Linked DNA regions of Mus musculus: region 1 is linked to region 2. Evidence: chromatin contacts called from public Hi-C data. All regions are on one chromosome and are shown on one strand. Each heading gives the region's core, a stretch centred on a gene start, on an enhancer-like site or on the middle of the called end of the contact. The rest is flanking DNA. Distances are from core to core; before and after follow the strand shown.

Region 1 (2,700 bases), core at 12-2,511, 62 kb before region 2:
TTATATGAACATTCATTAAGGACACACACACACACACACACACACACACACACACACACACACACGCAAATAGATCCTGTTTAAACATGAGTATGAACTCATAAATTCTGAGTGAAGAATGCTTTATGCTAGTAATATCATCTTGTGATTTCAGTTTCTTTCAGCATAATTATGTCAATTAAAAAGACCTAGTGGCTCTCTTCCCTAGTGGAGTGGAAAAAACTACGAGTCGGATTTGTTTGCTTCTCTTTACCTCTGAGACTATGCTTTCCCCTAGACCTTCCCACCACACCCTCTGACTCAGAGACTATTTGAATGGGACACCTGTTTTGAATGGATCCACAGGAAATACTCATGTGGTCTTCTCATAACCGGACCCTTTATCTGGTTGGTTGAAACATGATCATGATTTAAAAGAAAACAAAAACCCTACTCTGCCCACAGACTGTTGCAACTTCCCTGTGACAACATTTACTGGAAGGCTGAGGGAATCCAGTTTATATTTACTTTCCTCCCATTCAGCTCTGGTGCGGTAGTATAAGGGAGGTGGGTTGGGAAATGTCGAAGTGCAAAAGGAATTTTAACTCCGAAAGATTTGTATTAAATCACACATGCGTGGGTGAGGTTTACATCCTCCGGGTGGTTTGACTTTCAAATGGAATGCTGTCTCGTAGCAGTCATGGCAATCAGCACAGATTTCTATTTATAAAACTTGCCCTGGTCAGTAATTGCTAAAGTAGCTTGCCATCAAGCCTCATGACCTGAGTTCGATGGAGGGGACTCACACCTGAGCTGTCCTCTGGCCTCCACGTTTGTCCTGTGGTACATGCATATACCCACAAGACGTAATAAAAAGTTTAAAAAAGAATTTGTTCAAAGCTCGTGCATACTGATAAATTATTAAAGCCTTGTGAAATTTATAAGGGGCTTCACAGTCATAAATGCTCATTAACATTAAACCCTCAACTGAATCCTAAGTAATGGGTGTCACTGGAGGGGGACTGTGTGTGGCTTTACACGTTCTGACCCCATCTGGTGCCATGGCAGCCAGCACCAGCTGCCCGGGGATGCCGGGTCCGGACCGGTTCGGTCAGGTCCTTCCCGTCTGGAACCGTGGTTGCCCGAAAGGCGCTCCCACCTTGGAGGCCGGGGGGGGGGGGGGGGGGTGGACCTCGCGGACCGCCTAGGGGGCGCCCGGCCGGTACGACGAACGCCGCTGCAGAATGACGCAGATGACGCCAGAGATGACACCAGGCCGCCAGCTCGCGTAGGCTGCACTGCCGCCCCGCCCGCGCAGGTCTCCGGTGCGCTCGGCGCCGCCACTGTCCCCGGGGACGCGCCCCGCCTCCTGCGCTCCGCCCCTCGCCGCGCCGCGCCCCGGTTCCCACGGCGCCCGGCACCGCGGAGCAGCTCGCCTGCCCTCCCCACGAGCAGCCCGGCGGGGCCAGGCCGCGCGAACATGGCGCTTGTCCCCTGCCAGGTGCTGCGGGTAGCAATCCTGCTATCCTATTGCTCCATCCTGTGCAACTACAAGGCCATCGAAATGCCCTCGCATCAGACCTACGGAGGCAGCTGGAAGTTCCTGACCTTCATTGATCTGGTAAGGCCGTGGGCTGCACCCCCGTGTGCGTGCGTGCGTGTTTGTGCGTGTTTGTGCGTGTGTGCGTGTTTGTGCCTGTGTGTGTGTCACGGGAGCACCAACGCGTGCTGGCCACCAACAGCCACGCTGGGCTCCACTGAAGGCCTGGATGCCCTTCTCACCTTTACCTGGTAGGTAGAGGAGGAAAACATGGGAGTACAGCCAAACGGGCACAGGCCTGCTTCTAAGAAGTGACCAGGGAATAGGATTGTGCCACCAAAAGCATCTGTTGGCCCCGATCATGAGTGCCCTCAGATTAATTCTCCACCGAAGTGTTTTCCAGAACCACATGCAAAGGTAAACTTGCAGCACCCAAAGGAGACATGAGTATTGTCTGGTTCCATGGAGCATGGCTTAGAAACACACAAACACACCTCCTTCCGGAGGAGGGAAATCGCCCCATAGGAAAAAACCCTTGCACATGTTTTTCTGCCCACTGTCAACAATTTGTTTAAAACTCTTTCTAGAAACACTGAGAGAGCAGTTCACGGTGAGGCTCCACCTGGCAACTACTGAACTTCTAGTCGTTCACATTGAAAGCCTGCAGTTTGTGTAATCATCTGTTCTGTTGACACGTGATAATTTTAAAGAGGAGCAGACAACGATAATTATTTTTAAGTTTTTATACCTTGGGTACCGAAAGCACTCCTGTAGATAATCAGAGGGCACAATGCCTTGTAATGACTTGGGGTAGGTGTAGAGCTTTGAAAAGTCACCAAGACTAAGTCATAAATACATTCAAAGGTTATCAAACAAGGGTCGTGTATGGAAACACAAGCAATTAAAAGATCACGGAGAAAAACATACAATCAACTCCTGGAACGCAAAGACTCTGAGGTTATGCATAAGCTTGGTGCAATCACAAGGTTGGCACAAATTTTCTTGACCCTCCACTTTGACAAATTTGAACCTATTTGAATATCGTTCCGTCGGTGTAAGATGCCTAAAGAGATACAGGTAGATGTTTTCAAAAAACCTTCTATTTTCAATATATAAGATATACGCAACTTTTCCCACCTGCCTCTAGGCAAAGGGCTGCCTGGTGTTGCCTGCCTGAGTTG
Region 2 (2,815 bases), core at 187-2,686:
GCATACCACCAGCAGACTATCAGTGCAGGAAGCCAAGTTTGTACCATCTGTGCTGTGTTTGTAGTTACAGAATTATCTGGAAGACTGATTGCTCAGGTAGCTGTGCCTCCTGGCCTTCTAGTGTTCCATCTAGAAAGGTGGCTCACACTTTCTTGAAAGTCACTGTGAAGTATCTGCATAAATTCCTTCCACATAGAACAGAGATAGCAACACTCAGTATCAAAAACCACGCAGTGCCACCTTGAATGGTCACTTCGTGTAAACAGAGTGTAGACCCCCGTGGTGCTGTGCTACTAAATGTTTCACAATTGACTCCCCAGTGGGAAATAGTTCATTTATATCATTTACCAATATTTATGGTAAAACATATAAAGAACTTTATAAGGGCAAACATGATTAAAATCAGTACAAGGGGGAGGAAGCAAAAACAGAATAATCATGTTTGTATAAAAGAAATGAATTCACAATTGTCCTTCTGGACAGCTTTGCTAGAAATGTTTGTTGCTTGGATAAAGAACAAATATCATCATTGATGCACAAAGTCCTTTAGAAAACACAGGAAGAAATAATTCCAACTGATTATTTTGAATTCATTCATTTTCCTCCCACCAAAAATCAGATGACAACATCTTGAGAATATAACATTGTAGATGAGTATACTTCATGAATTGACACAAAACAAACCCAAGTTTGGACAGAAAATATCAGTAACTGGGCTCCAGCAGCATATGTAGATAACTTATGATAAACATCCATGGGCTGTTTCTCTGACATTCAAAATCAATTGATATGCTATTGAACTTACAGAATAAGGTAGTTGTCTCAAGAGATTCAACAAAACCATCTGATGTAACATAATCATCTGAAAAATAATATTACTTACAGTAAGTGTGTGTGTGTCCCAAGTAATTTACAAGTCCTTCCTTAACTTGTAAAAAGACATCAATGAAAAACTGCAACTAATGTCAAACTTTTACTTTTGAAAACTAAACATTTTCTCTGCCACAGAAAAGATGAAAAAGATTTTCCCTGAAAATCACTTCTACTTGATTTTGTGCTAAGACCCTAAGTAACAGGAAAATTAGAAAAGAAAAAAAAAAGAGCAAATTGTATTTAGTTTATTGAAGAGTTTTATTATTTGAGATACACACACAAAATAATTTTTAAAATAGCTACTTAAAACTACTAATCAAATTTAGTAAAGGCATAGGGAACAATACCACTATTTAAAACATATTTTTATAAAGTAGCAACAAAGACATAAAAATATAATAGTGTATATTAGTTTCCAAGACCATGAAGTACATACAAATAGATTCAGCAAATATTGTGAGTATCTGTACCTTGTTAACTACAAATACTTCTGGGAGAACCTAAAGAGAACCTGAGCACATGGTTGTATAACATGTTACCAGCAGGAAGCCTCAGTGTAGCCAGGAGGTCAGTTCTCAAATAGTAACACTGAGAATTCTGGCTAGATATTTGTAGAAATGTAGCAACCTGGGATTCTGACATTTAAATGGATGGACAAAGGACTGAAGGACTTCAAAACTATTCTATAAGAAAGGACATTGTAAGAATGTGTGGTAAGAAGAGTTTTAATATGGTCCCAGGATGCAGCCCTTTAGTTTGACCTGTGTAATTTTTTCCCCTTGTGTTGAGAAAAGGTCTCTAACACGAAGGCATCTCATTCTTATGATTAGATTGTGTTGTTCAGCAACGTTGAAGGGCCTTCCACCAATGAGTCCACATGGGTCTGAAGTGGCTCCTTGCCTGTGCATTTACCCCAACATTAAACCCTTACCCTGTAGAAATAGACATGACTTCACTTCTTGTGATGGGTAATCTCAGTGTCAACTTGATGGAACCTAAAATCACCTGGGAGATGGGTCTCTGGGTCAGCTTGTGGGTTATTATCTTGAATACATAATTGTAATACGAAGGCCCATCCATTGTGGGTGGTACCTTTCCTTAGGCTTGAATCCTAGACTATCTAAGAAGGAGAAAAGAAGCTGAGCAGAAACTTTCATGGTCTTTGTCTTGGCTCTTAAATTACTTGAATGTTTAATACATGGATTCAAGGTGTCTTGATCATATCCAGCCCCCCTCATTCCCTTCTTACTTTTCCTAGGACATGTAACACATATGTTCCCCAATTTCACCCCCCCTCCTCAATCTAGTTAGTGCTGTGACTGGTAATTGCATGGGTGTGGATGGGTGTGGGTCCAATCATTGGTCGTGGGCAGTCTTCCAGCTGCCATATCTCCTGAGGAAAAAATGTTGTCTCTCCCAAGGGAGACATCAATTTCCAATGGCTACTCAGACAGAAGTGGGGCCTCTACAGTCTCTCCCTGACCCATGCTGAATTTTAACTGGCTTGATCTTGTACAAGTCTTATGCAGGTAATCACAGCTGATGTTGGAGTGTGTGTTCAGCCTTGTCATGTCCAGAGGACATCATTTTTCCCTGTCTTCTTACATAATTTCTGCCCAGACTTCTGAGATGTTCCCTGACCCTTGAGATCGTGGAGTTCTTGACTGGAGGGAACATGAGCAGCGGCCTCAAGTTCCTGATGCTACTGTGACCGCACCACTATGACCACCATGATGGACTGTAACCTCCCACTGTGGGCAAACAAATCCTTTCTGAAGTTGCTTTTGTTGGGATATTTTATCAGAGCAACAAGTAACTAGGAAACCACTATTTAAGCCAAGTTATTTGTTACGAATTACCTTGAATCAGATCAGAGGAAGAAGCTTTGAGGCATATGTGTATATTTGGGCAGGGTATGGAATCGTTCAGGTTCTGAATGAGA

The links. A called contact is a pair of places that touch in the nucleus more often than the background predicts.
Region 1: a contact with region 2 is called in a Hi-C map of cerebellar granule neurons, with 2.0 times the contacts expected there. The contact joins the promoter of Aig1 here to the enhancer-like site in region 2. A contact is called at or near these places in 3 of 39 promoter capture datasets (3T3-L1-derived adipocytes, liver and macrophages), 2 of 484 Hi-C or Micro-C datasets (cerebellar granule neurons and cerebellum), 1 of 115 datasets of contacts at active chromatin or transcription factors (cardiomyocytes) and 2 of 9 other capture datasets (adipose tissue and pancreatic islet).

Annotation. Positions count from the first base shown.
Region 1 is chr10:13,867,518-13,870,217 of GRCm38.p6, reverse strand. Aig1 (androgen-induced 1) reads left to right here and starts at 1,261. Exons shown (of 6, transcript NM_001347362.1): 1 at 1,261-1,600. The coding sequence starts at 1,460.
Region 2 is chr10:13,805,617-13,808,431 of GRCm38.p6, reverse strand. All of the region lies in intron 2 of Aig1 (androgen-induced 1), which reads left to right. Among named protein-coding and RNA genes, the nearest start is that of Aig1, 62 kb to the left of the region's middle. Within about 2 kb of position 1,436, at least 12 of the 459 cell types and tissues checked have an H3K27ac peak or open chromatin away from gene starts, as enhancers often do. A contact at or near this core is called in cerebellar granule neurons and cerebellum, where this site is marked.